Regions from separate parts of the Gossypium hirsutum genome. Here region 1 is linked to region 2. A link is a contact called in public Hi-C data. All regions are on one chromosome and are shown on one strand. Each heading gives the region's core, a stretch centred on a gene start, on an enhancer-like site or on the middle of the called end of the contact. The rest is flanking DNA. Distances are from core to core; before and after follow the strand shown. Region 1 holds the start of LOC107925771 (UPF0481 protein At3g47200). Region 2 overlaps LOC107941179 (a long non-coding RNA gene).

Region 1 (6,747 bases), core at 1,457-3,956, 80 kb after region 2:
GGAAATATAAAATCTCTAAAAGCTTAATCAACACACATTCAATTGTACGCTTTTATTACACTTTAATTTTTTTAGTACGAGATTATCTGTATTCTTTAAAATAATGTTATGGATAAGTTTTTGCTTAATGTTATGATCGTGTTGTATATAATTTTAAAATAATGTTGTACATAAATTATAATTTAAAATAATGCAAAAATGCACGTGCACGGTGTTATGATCGTAAATAAACATTTTTTAATATTTTATATAACATTCTTTAAAATAGTGTTGTACATAAATTATTCTTTAAAATAATGCAAGAATATACGTACACGGTGTGTAGGGAGAAACTCACAAACCTTTACGTTTTATTTGAAAACTAAACCAAAATTAAAACCATAAGAATTTAAAGCTTTAAAACAACCAGACAAAACAAGTTAGAAGAATATATACAACACGATGCAAATGCATGATTTTTCAAAAATACAATTTTAGGATCACGACTAAATATTAATTTGAACAAGGAATTTTGAAAATTTTGACAACACGCGTTTAATTCGACTCGACTCTCAAAAATGCGGTTCCCTAGTGGAGTCGCCAGCTGTAGCGACGTAAAAAAAATTGTGTTGAGAGTGGGATCGCTAATTGTGGCGATTTAGTTAAAGTTTGAAAAACTGAAGTTTGATTTTGAAGTAAACAGGGAGTCGCCACCGATCCTTTTTATAGATGTGATCGGACACCTAATAGATCTATTTTTTAAAACAAAAAAGAAGGCAGAGTTTGGGTCTACGTCGAAATCCAGAGAAAAAGTAGGGCTCGGGAGTCGGTTACGCACGAGGAAGGTATTAGCACCCTCGCGACGCCCAAAATTGGTATCTCATTGACATGTGTTGTCTTGATTTTCAAAAATGCAAGTTCAATATAAGATTTAATCGCGATCCAATTGAAATGATAAGAAATTTTAGTTTTTTTGGTTTTTGTGAAGGACATACCGTTTTAATACCGTTTTAACACGAGTCAATTGATGTTCACCCAACATAGCGGTGAAATTCGATGACTTAATGTTAAAATCGGTACGTAACCTTATTTATTAAAATTAATTAAAACATGGGAAAAAATATTTATAAAGTAAGAATTTAAAATAAATCAACGATGCAAACAATGACATTATTAATAAAAAATGTTAACATGAAACACTAGAGCATTAGAAAAACAATAACAATGATATTTACAAAAGAAATAAAAATAAAGACAAATCATGAACAAATACAAAATACACTTAGTAATAATAATATAAGATAATATGTACATAAGGTAACATAAAAATATATACAACTAATGATATGAGAGATACATACATAATGTAAAGTTAAAAATAATGTGCATAAGATAGTTAAAAATAATATATATACATGTATAAGATAAAATGTAAAATGTAATATAGCTTGAAAAATATATATGACGTATATGAAGATATAATATTAAAAAGATACGTATACGTAATGTATATACACAATGAAAACATATATATATTATAGTACTAAAATATTTACCTAGTATATACACATTGGGAATAATAATAAAAAACCCATTACGATACTACATAGATATATACCTATATATATATACTAGAGATATATACATACATAAAACATATACTAAGATTGACAACAATAGTAATAAAGATAAAAATATATACATAAAATAGTAATAATATATATATAACTAATAAAAAATAAAAATAAAGAAACATGTATGATATGTATATAAACCTATATGATATATATATTTATATTAGAAATGATAATAAAAAAGGACTATTCGTTCGCGATATAGATACGTACATATATATAAATTTATATAATGGTATTAGAAATATATATAGTAATATTAAAAATATACATATAACAGTTCAAAAGATATATGACTAACAGTATTAAAACATATACATAATAATACACATAAAATATTAAAAGCATATATATATATAATACATATGAAAGAATATATACATGTAAACTATAATGTTAAAATATTTACATAATATATGCATGTTAAAAATAACTAATAATAATATTTCCCAAGTACATAAATATATTAAGTACATATACATACATACATGTACGCAATAAAATATATACTACCACATATACAAAATATAACAAAGATAATAAAAATATAAAGATTATAATGAATAATAATAAACAACAGAAAATGAAAAAACAAATAATTTGAAAGTAAAGCATTAATCTAACAAAGAGGACTCAATCGAATTAAAAAAACAAAGTTTGGGGCTAATTTAAAAGAAAATAAGGGAGGGGAGGACTTTTTAGAATACGCGTGAAACTATGGAGGACCAAATATAAAATTTTCCCAAATCTTTAAAACACATCGCATTAAACGGGACTAAATTGAAAACAAACTATAGAACACGGGATAAATTCTAAAATAAAAACAACAGAGAAGGACTTATTTGAACACGGGCAAAACTAAGGGGGATTAAAAACGAAATATTTCCCACTTTCCAAAACGCTGCGCAATCAGAGGGGTCAAATTGCAAAGTGAAACAAATTATGGGGCCAAATTGAAAATGAGAAAACTTGATTGTAAAACCACAGAAAAGCAGAAGGGCTAAAAGCGCAATTAGCCCTTCCACTTTAAAAAACACGCGGATCCTATCGGAGAGGGTCGGGTCGACCCGACCCGGGGCCCAAAACGGCTCCGTTTTTAGCTTAACTGGTGGGGGACCAAAACGCACCGTTTTTAGCTTCTGATTCTTTGATCTGTGATGTTCTCTTTTGTTTGCTTGAAATATTGTTTGTATTACTATTTCTGTATATTTTGAACTGCCAACTGGTCTTTTCTTTTTTGTATTTTTTAAAGAGCAAAAATCCTTCCTGGTTCCCTTTTTACATACGGCTTTTATAGCCTATTTTACATGCTTTATGATTTCTTCTATTGTCTTCTCCTTGCAGGAGCAGTTGAACGGCGGTGGAGACAGTGGGCAGGTGGTATGGGTGATGGGATAGAAGGTGGTTGGCCGAGGGTCAGGGGTATAGGGGGCACAGAGGGTACAGTGATAGGATTAGGTGGTTTAGGGTTTCAGCTTTCTTAAAACCCTAAATCGGTTAGTTGGGTCTGTTTGGGTTTAGGTGGGTTTTAGGTTAGTGGGCTAGTAGGATTTGGGCTGGTGTTGAGTTAGATTTTAGGGTAAGGGTTTAATGGGTCAACCGGGCTTGGGTCTGGTTGTAAATGGGTTTGGGTAGGTTAATTGGGCTCCCGAGTTTGGAAATGTAAGTGGGTTTTAGTATGTTGGTCAAGGGTAGATAGTTTTTGTAAAATGGGTTAAGGGATTTGTAAAGCGGCCCAAAATTGGCCTGCAACAGGTTGCATGAGCCTTGGCTGCCACAAATTGAAGAAAAAAATTATAAAAGAATTTCAAAACAAGTACACACAACAAAACACTTCAGCATGTAAGGAATTTATATCATAAAGGTAAACGAGTTTAAATTGTTAACTTTTTATGGTCAAATTAGATTGATTAGTTAAATCGACTGGTTCAACTTAAGGACAAAATGTAAGAGGAGACCCCTTCAAAATTTTAGAAAATTATCATTAAATCTTTCAAAATTTTGACATTTTTACTTAGAACTCTTAATTTTTAAAAAATCTTAATTAAGCCTTGTTGAAAATTTCAAAAGTTAACCATTAATTTTATCATAAATTTTGATTAAAGCTCTTAAATTTTATTTTTAAAAGAAAATTTTCATTAAAACACCAAAAATTAAATATATTGAATCGAAAATCCAGGAGTTACAAAATTATCATAAATAACAAGAGTTTACAAAAAGACTAATAAAGAGCACTTACTTTTGTTGATGCATGGCATAATAAGTCTGCAAAGCACTGAGAGTAAGTGCAGCAATGGCACCCAAAAATGCCAAAAATGTCCAAGGACTCCTAAAATAAGTATGATAACCTTGAGCTGCTTGATTAATCCACATATTCTTACAATGATTATATATTTTCTCTTTAACCCCACTGTAAATTATCGGACTAGGAACCAAATCAATGTCCATCTTATTGAATAGCTTAGCCACTTCTTCATCGCTCCCCAGTCTATTGTATAGTATACCGGCATCTTTCAGGTCTTGAACATCTTCGGCTTCATGGATCAATAAATCAAGGAAACACATATAAGAAGTGATGGTGAAATCGTTATCGAAATCCGGACACATTTCGTAAGCTATTAAGTTCATGGTTGGATAATTAACTATGATCGGCGGTAACCATAATTTTCCGAAGAAGAAGATATGGTTGAAACTGATGTCGGTTAAACAACTTGTTTTGCTTGCTTGTAACCGTATCCCGGCCCTTTTAAGCTCTTTTAAGTTACCAAAGGTGTGTGAATGGTGCCGTTTTTTTCTTGCTTCGTTGCAAAATCCTGGTTCAGTGAAAAACCACAAACTCCACCACCATGGTTTTTCTTCTTTGACAAGGAGTCTTTCTCGTAGTAGATTCAATAAGTGAATTCGCTCTCCTTTTTGCTGCTTCCACCACCATTCACTACACCAAAATCTATGTTAGTCGGGTGCCAAGCTATAATTTCTCTTTTCTTTTCTTTCTTTTTATTGAAATTGTTAATTTTTATGAAGTTAGATTTTCAAAATAGATAATCCAACTGATTAAGTTATTTATTTATAAATCTCAATTTATTTGATTTAATTAAATAAATTATTAAAAATTTCGATTCGATAACACGGTTTAATTAACTTTCTTTTACCCTGTTCATATAGATTTTTAAATCGACTGGTCTAATGACTTTCTCCAGATGTTTCAGTTAATTTTCAATTCAAACGGATTGAAACAATATTAGCTGAAATACAATTTTTATTATTGTATTAATGCAGAAATCTTACCATTTTTAAGATATTGAACTTTTCCATTTTGAAAAGTTTTATTTCTAAAAATTGTACACTCAACAGGATAAATGCAAACAGACAGGCAGGGGTCGTTCCCAAGAAATGAAAATTTACATGTTAATCCCTTTAAACATTATTAAATTATAATAAGCCCTCAAATTTAAAAAATAATTAAAAAATAATTGTTCAATTTTTTTTAAAAAAGATAAAATCATAAATTAATACATAAAAAAAATTAAAGATCAGACTATACTTGTTAATTAGGTAGGTTAGATGAAAAATCGAATAAAGTTAGAGTTGACCAATTGAATTAAAAAATGGAATCATTTTTTTTATATTTTTAATATTTTCAAAATTTTATATAATTTAACTGAATGAACTAATCAACTGGAAATGAGAGTCCATCACCCATCTAGTTATAAAAAAACATTTATAAACTCAACAAAAATGATTCTTTATTTAATTCCCTAAATTACCTGTCCTCGCCTGGGTTGATAACATTATCGTCGATGAACCTTCGGATTGCATTCATGAACTTTCCGCCATTTTCTTCCGGGTTTGTAAGCAATTCAAGAACACGAAAAGGTAATTGGTTTTCCAACAAGAACAGATCCGAGTACACAAATGTCAGCATATCGTTTTTAATAAACAATTTACCATCATCATCATCATTACCGTAACGCAAATAAACTGCTTGTAAAATTGCGCAGCCGTCAACGAAGAACATCCAAGCCAGGTCATTGTCGCTATAATTCTCTAATTCCTGTGGATCATAGCATTCCTTCAAGCCATCCAACTCTTTCTTAATGTTTCTGTACAAGGATTCCTTATCGACGCCAATTTTTTTGACGAAATGTGCTGCTAATTTGAGCTTGAGCTCCTTGGATTCAGGGAGGGTGTGATCATCGTGGTGGAGTGGGCCGATTGAGATCACTTTCGGCATGAAATACTTGTTGAAATCTTCGTTACGGCGAAGGGTTGATGGGACTTTAATGGTTTGGCAGTGAAGTTGGGTTGGCCGCCGTAGAAAGCTTTGTCTAATGACCGGAGATTCGCTACTTCGCCATCACTGAGAGGGACGTCCATATCAATGCTCACGGAATCGCTGTTGTCGATGAGAGGGACGTCCATATGTCCATATCAATGCTCACGGAATCGTTGTTGTCGATGATTGTTTGATCAGTGGAAACTGCACCGACGGCGCCGCCTCCTTCCTCCCTGGACGACCTTTTCAGGCTGACCGGTTCGAAGTAATTAACAAGGTGATTTTGAGAACTGGTTTTGGCTGATTGAGTGTTGTTGGAAAAAAGGTTGTAAAATGGCTACATGATGACAAATGTTTCTATAGGGCGAATCTAGGGAAATGTAAATTGTTATTTATGCTCATAATTTTTTTAAAAATTTTAAATTTGTACTTTAACTTCATAAAGTATGAAAATTCAATTTAATTCTTCAAAAATTATAAAAATATAGACTATAAAAAATTAAAATTTCATTCCGTCTATCTTAAAAAATTATTCTAGCTTTGCTCCTACTTACATAATAAACATATGGAAAATAATTTTGGTGTAATTCAAATTTATCCCTTATAGTCAATTTAATTTTCATTTTTTTTTAATTTAATTTTCTATCTTTTGGAAGAGTCGAATTTAACTATCAATTTAAATTAATGTTTTTTTAATGAAAATAGTGACTAAAATATTAAAATTTTAAACATGACAACTCATACGGCAATCCACATCTATATGTTTTTTATTTATTTTTTATTTTTAAATTATTTATTGACGTGACATATAAGAAAAGTATTGTTATGTTAGCATGAAGTGCACATAGATTGTCACAT
Region 2 (6,870 bases), core at 3,752-6,251:
AAGATATGCGTGAATAGGTCCAAAAATAGGGAAATAGATAAACCTTGTTTTGAAATCCTTGAACTCCCTTCGGTGTTTTTCTTTGCTGCGATTTTATGCTCGTATTTAGATCTATTTCTTATTGATAAATGACTACTAAATATTTGCATTCGTCAGGAAAAGAAACTGCCAAAAAAAAGAGAGGAAAAAAATGATTTAGGCTTTTGCTTTTTAAAGCCAAATTACATGCCTTATTTTATATTATCTGTCTTTTCTCTTCCTTTTGCAGGTGCAAGTGGAGCGGTGGCACAATGGCGGTGGGGGCAGGTGGAGTAGGTGGCCGACTGGCAAAGGCAAGTGGCCCTAGGGGCGGCGGCTGAACATAGGGGGGCTAGGGTTTTGTTTTCCTTTTTCTTTTTCTTTATGTATTGGGCTGTGTTATTGGGTTTGGGGTTATTTGGGCTAAAAAAATTTTGGGTTTGGGCTTTGTGGGTTAGAAGATAGGTTTTGGGTTAGGGGGTTAGAAAATTGGTTTTGGGCTAGGGGCCAAACGGGCTTGTACAATATAGATATCCTTTTTTTCGGGATCATTCCAAAAAAACTATTTTTGAATTTTGGTGCGGAACAAAAAAAAATGAATTGAATTTAAAGTTGGGTCGAGTGAATAAATGGATAGAGCTCTACGGCACCAATTATAGGGAAACAAAAAGTAACGAGCTTCTGTTCTCAATTTGAATGATTACCTAATCTAATTAAACGCTAAAAAGAAATTAGTGCCTAATGTGGTAACGGTTTTTCTCATGAGTAAATTATCAATTTTTTTTGAGTCCTAATTATTATTATTAGGCATTCCCTTTATGGGTTAGCCATGAATGTGTAGAAGAAGCAGTATATTAATAAAGAAAAGATATTTTTCCTAAATCAAAAGAGCAATTGGGTTGAAAAAATAAAGGATTTCTAACCATCATATATGTTGATTCAAATATAATTCATACCAAAATAAAATTGACTGTTAGGTTAAAATAAAATTGAGGATGTGAAAGAAGTTCAAATAAAAATTAGTACAAAAGAAAGATAAGGGTATTTTTTTTAGGTCATGGATGTAACAGTGAAGCTCGGTTATTGTTGGTGTTGTATGGAAGAATCGAAGATGTAGTGAAAGAGTTTTTTGGGTTTTAAAGTCTAATATTGAAAGATTTTTGTATGTGGGTATGTGACTCTGTTTTCTATGTAAGGAATAGTATAAAAAAATTACGATTTAGGGTTTTATTATATAAAGAAGGAAAGCGCCTTTTAAGATTGTTAAAGGCACCTATCTTTGTTTTTAGTGTATGTATAATGGTCCTGTTAATGTGGTACAAGTTTAGTTCAAAAAGTTCTTTTGAGTGTCTTGTGATGTGTGTCTTGTGATGTGAAGTATGTTTTGTTGGGGATCTTGGCTCCTATGTTTCAATGATAATAAAAAATGTCAGACAAAATTCTCACAAAAAACAAGAGTTTACAAAACGACTGGTAAACAACACTTACTTTGGTTGATGTATGGCATAATAAGTCTGCAAAGCACCAAGCAAAACTGCAGTAATGGCACCCAGAAATGCCAAAAACGTCCAAGGACTCCTAAAATAAGTATGATAACCTTGAGCTGCATGCTTAATCCACATTTTCTTACAATGATTATGTATTTTCGGATTAATCCCACAGTAAATCATCGGAGTAGGAACCAAATCAGTGTTTATCTTATTGAAAAGCTTAGCCACTTCTTCATCACTCCCCAATCCGTTGTATAGTATGCCGGCGTCTCTCAGGTCTTTACCATCTTCGGCTTCATTGATCAATAAATCAAGGAAACACATATATGAAGTGACAGTGAAATCGTTTTTGAAATCTGTACGCATTCTGTAAGCTATCAAGTTCATGGTTGAATCATCGACGGTGATCGGCGGTAAACATAATTTTCTGACCAAGAATATACGGTTGAAACGGATGTCAGTTAACAACTTGTTTCGCTTGCTTTTAACCATATCCCGTCCATTTTAAGCTCTTTTATGTTACCAATGGTGTGTGAATGGCACCATTTTGTTCTTGTTTGCTTGCTGTTGGTAGATCCAGCGTGAGCAGACAACTCCTACATGGTTTTTCTTATTTTTTTCTTTGTCGAAAAGGAGTCTTACTCGTAGGAATTCAGTAGGTGAATTGGATTTTGCAGCTTCCACCATTTTCTAGAGCCAAATCTGTGTCAAGTTATCAATTTATAAGTTTAATTGTTTCGATGTATTCATATTGGTTGATAAAATAAATTATTAAAAAATTTTGATATTATTATTTGATTCAATTAGTTTTTTTATTTTTTTGACAATTTAACTTGTTCATATAGATTATTAAGTCAATCGATTTAATGACTTTCTTTAAATTCATACCTCAATTAATTTTCAATCCAACATAATCCGAGCAACATTTGGTAAAATATAATTTTTATTTTATCATTTTGAAAAGTATATAATCCAAACAACATTTGGTAAAATATAATTTTTATTTTATCATTTTGAAAAGTATATAATCCAAACAACATTTGGTAAAATATAATTTTTATTTTACCATTTTGAAAAGTTAGATTTGAAATTGCACACTCAACAGGATCAATACAAAGGGGCAGGCGGGGTCGTTGTCAAAAATAGAAAATTATATTTTACTCCTTTTAAAATTATTAAATTATAAATTTATATAATAAAATTACACTTTAACTCTTCAAAGTATAAAAAAATATGTTCGACCACATAAAAAAAATTAAGAATTAGACCAAACTTGTTGATCAAACTAGTTGGATAGAGAATTAAGTAGAGGTACTCATGGGTTGGGTCGAACCCAATAAAAGATTTAGGCCAGAGCTCAGCTCACCCGTATTAATTTTTTAATTTTTTTAAATATTTTTATATAATTTTTAAATATATATAATACATCAAAAATACTAAAAACATTAAAATAAATATTTCCTAACAAATTGAAAAATTTTTTAAAAAATATGTATACTTAAATAACACTAAGGTAGACATTGAAATGGTAGTAAAATAGGAAGAAAACAACAAGAAACTAGCATTAAAACAATAAAAATAATTTTTTTTGTCCTTTTGTGAATTTGGCAGGGGCAGGGCCAAAAATATCTTACCTGAGACCCGGCCTGTTTTTAAAACGAAATTTTTTTTGCCCAAGTCCATTTTTCATGTCTATATTTTTACTCAAACCCTTCAATTTTTTTACTCAAACCCTCAAATTTTTTCGAGCTGGCCAAGTGACCCAACGCATAAGCAGGTCTAGAATCAAGCAAGATACTGATCCAGAAGAAAGGATTGACCAATTGAATCGAATAGTAAAATCGATTTTTTTATATTTTTAATATATCTTTAATATTTTTTAAAATTCTATATAATTTAAACGAATTAACTATTCAACCGAAAATGAGAATCTAATCGATTCCATCACCTAATTATAAAATTCTTAAACACTTATAAACTCCACAAAATGATTTTTTTTAAATGCCTTAAATTATCTGTCCCGCTGATGTGATTGTCGCTCTTGAGAAAGAATTGTATGAAACAGTGACGCCACGTCATCTGTATCCCTTTCCAATAGTTTTATGCCACATCAATATTCTTATTTTGAACTTTAGGATTTTATCCTGAATTTTATTATTTTAATTTGGATTTGATTTTTTTTCAGGATAAAATCCTGAAATTCAGGATAAGAGTACTGATATGGCATAAAACTATTGGAAAAGAATACAGATGACGTGGCGTCACTGTTTCATACAATCCTTTCCCGTGGCTCTTTTATCTCGGCTGGGTTGACAACAGTGTCGTTGATGAACCTTTTGATTGAATCCATGAACTTTTTGCCATCCCCCGAGCTTGTAAGCAATTCAAGAACACGAAAAGGTATTTGGTTTTCCAACAAAAACAGATCCGAGTGCACAAATGTCAGCAAATCTTTTTTAATAAACAATTCGTTCGACTTACGATATATAATCTTGGCCGTAACGCATATAAACTGCTTGTAAAATTGCGCAGCCGTCAACGAAGAACATCCAAGCCAGTTTTTCGTTATCGTTACTATACTTCTCTAATTCCTTTGGATCATAGCATTTCTTCTAGCCATCCATCTCTGTCTTCATGTTGTTGTACAAGGTATCCTTATCGACGCCAATTTTTTTGACGAAATGTACTGCTAATTTGAGCTTGAGCTTCTCGGACTCATGGAGGGTGGGATCATCGTGGTGGAATGGGCCGATTGAGATCACTTTCTGCTTGAAATATTTTCGGAAATCTTCGTGACGGCAAAGGGTTGATGGGACTTTTTGTATCAATGGTTTGGCTTTGGGGTTGAGATGGTCGCCGTCGAAAGCTTTGTCTAATGACCGGAGATTCCGTAATTTGCCATTGCTGCGAGTGAAGTCCGTACCTGGTATTGGAATGATCGTCTCTAGGGGACTGTTGCTCGTGTTGTTGTTGATGATTGTTTGATCAATGGAAACTGCTCCACCGGAAGCTCCGACGGCGCCGCCTCCTTCCGTGGACGACATTTTCAGGCTGAGCGGTTCGAAGTAATTAACAAGGTGATTTTGTAAACTGTTTTTGGCTGAGTGAGTGATGTTTGTGAAAAGGTGGCAAAATGGCTACAATGTTTCTATAGCTTATATAATAAACATACAGTAAATATTTTTGTGTAATATCAAATTTAGCCACCAGGATGTAATAGGCCCATTTTGCCTGAGCCCATAAAAAAAACAAGAAAAAAATTAAAAATAAAATATATTTATAAGACCAAACAATAAAAGACCAAATTGTTTATAGGGCCAAAGTCCATTTACAAAACCCAAAACTAAAATGAAAAATAAAAAAATAATACAATAAAAGTTCAATAACTCATGACCCAATTGAATAAATCCTCAAACCCAACAGCCCAAACCCGAGGACCAATACACCCAAAAATAATTTTAGCAGCTTGAGAATGCTAGAATCTTTTGGAATAAACTAGAAGGTTGGCTTCCCACGAGGGTTTCTCATGCATATCTGTTTCCGTACATCCCAGGCGCGCCTCCGTACATCCACGTCAACGGAATCTACAAGAAAGATAAATAAACAGCAAAAGAAGGCACGAGAAAGAGGCTAACAGAATTTACAGTGATTGACAGCAAGAAAATGTAATTTTATTTTGATTTTACTCTGTAAATCCGGCTATAAAAGCCGACGAATGTACCTTCAAAAAAATTTACGCATAATATATGCTTACGCACGCACACTAAATACTAGAAAAAGTGTTTCGAAAGCAAATTTGTAAAGGTAATTTTCAGTTTTCTACTTGCTTTAGTTTTTCGTTGAATCATTTCATTTTCCTTTTCAATCTTTCGTTTTTGTATTTGAAAATAAAAAGGAAAGCGAAGGAAGGGGTCTTACTTTGCAAATTTGCCATGGATTCTTCTTTGCTTCGTCGAAATCGAAGTCAGATGAGGGATCTTGAGGTTGCAAATTGATTTCATGGCTCGAATACTCCTGTTGTCAGCGGCAGCATGCTAGATGAAACCCTAAGGGAATGGGCTGATAGCATAATTTATTTTAAATTGAATGATTTGCTGCGTTTTAAGCAGAAAACAATTGAAAAAAGAGGGTTTAACAGTAGATTCAAAAGCGGCGTCGTTCCAAGGGGGGTAGGATCCGCGCGCTGACCCACTTGGAGACCCGGATCAGCCCTTTTTCGCCTAAAATGGTTTATTTATGTAGAAAGCCCTTCCCCTTCATGCCGTATTGTGATTGGATCCTATTTGTGACTGTTTTGTTTTGGTTTTCTGTTAAATTTTCCCCAAAATTTGTATGACTTTGCATTTTAACCCGTGTCTCAACGCAGTGTTTCAGGATCAGGGATAATTTCAATCGTGGTCCCTGTGAATTCATGCGTGTTATATATGAGTTCTTATTTTATTATAAGTAGTTAATTTATTTTTGTAAATTATCTTTTTTATTTTACTTTGATTTCAATTAGGTAATTTGTTTGGATTCATTTTGTTTTTTTTTTCTTAACATGTATATTATTTGGGAATGTTCATATCAACTGTATCATTTATATTATTGATTGACTTATTTGTTGTAATTTGGGTAATTGTATTTCCACATGTTGCATACTATTTTGTGTAATGTTTTATGCATTATTATACATGTATATACGTACCTTATAATAAAATCAGTTTTATTCTACGAATATTATTAACATTAAATTATTATATACATTTAACTGTTTTTTAAATTTATTCACATATGTATGTTACATATGTATTTGTTGTTTAAAATGAACTCACATGTTTTATACATTATTTAATTTCTAACTATTCGTATACAAAAATATAGGTATAGATATTAAATTTATATACATTACTAAATACTAGTATTTTATACATATAATTTCTTTTAGATCTATTCACATATTTTATTATATATCTTTATTATTTAAAGGAAAAATCCCACATATTTTATGTATTATTTAAGTTATTATTAAATATATATTTAGTATTTATATTTAATCTACATACATTATCAAAGCCATGTTATTTTTATATAGTTTTTTTTAATAAATTTATATCTAATTGTTTTTTAGGTTTTATTAAATGTATAATTTATGATAAAATTAAGTTAATTTTATAATTCATATTTTTATTCCAAGTTATTTTTTAATTATTTATAAAGTGTCTTCATATATATATATAACCCATATTAAAATATTTTACTATAGTCCACATTATTGATTTCATATTAATATTTCTTTTATGTATATATATTTGTCTTTAAAATTATTTATGTGTATAATGCACCCCTTTTAAGAATTATATTTTAAATCATATAATTTATT

Evidence for each region. A called contact is a pair of places that touch in the nucleus more often than the background predicts.
Region 1: a Hi-C map of leaf shows a contact between it and region 2, with 8 times the contacts expected there. The contact joins two enhancer-like sites. A contact is called at or near these places in 10 of 34 Hi-C or Micro-C datasets (callus, fibers, hypocotyl and 2 more).

Annotation. Positions count from the first base shown.
Region 1 is chrA11:121,459,730-121,466,476 of Gossypium_hirsutum_v2.1, forward strand. It overlaps LOC107925771 (UPF0481 protein At3g47200), which reads right to left and starts at 6,274. Exons shown (of 2, transcript XM_041080223.1): 1 at 5,381-6,274; 2 at 3,708-4,548. The coding sequence starts at 5,847. The coding sequence ends at 3,849. Within about 2 kb of position 2,707, at least 7 of the 9 cell types and tissues checked have an H3K27ac peak or open chromatin away from gene starts, as enhancers often do. A contact at or near this core is called in fibers, hypocotyl and leaf, where this site is marked.
Region 2 is chrA11:121,377,385-121,384,254 of Gossypium_hirsutum_v2.1, forward strand. It overlaps LOC107941179 (a long non-coding RNA gene), which reads left to right. Exons shown (of 2, transcript XR_001695556.2): 2 at 269-709. Among protein-coding and RNA genes, the nearest start is that of LOC107941179, 3.9 kb to the left of the region's middle. Within about 2 kb of position 5,002, at least 9 of the 9 cell types and tissues checked have an H3K27ac peak or open chromatin away from gene starts, as enhancers often do. A contact at or near this core is called in fibers, hypocotyl and leaf, where this site is marked.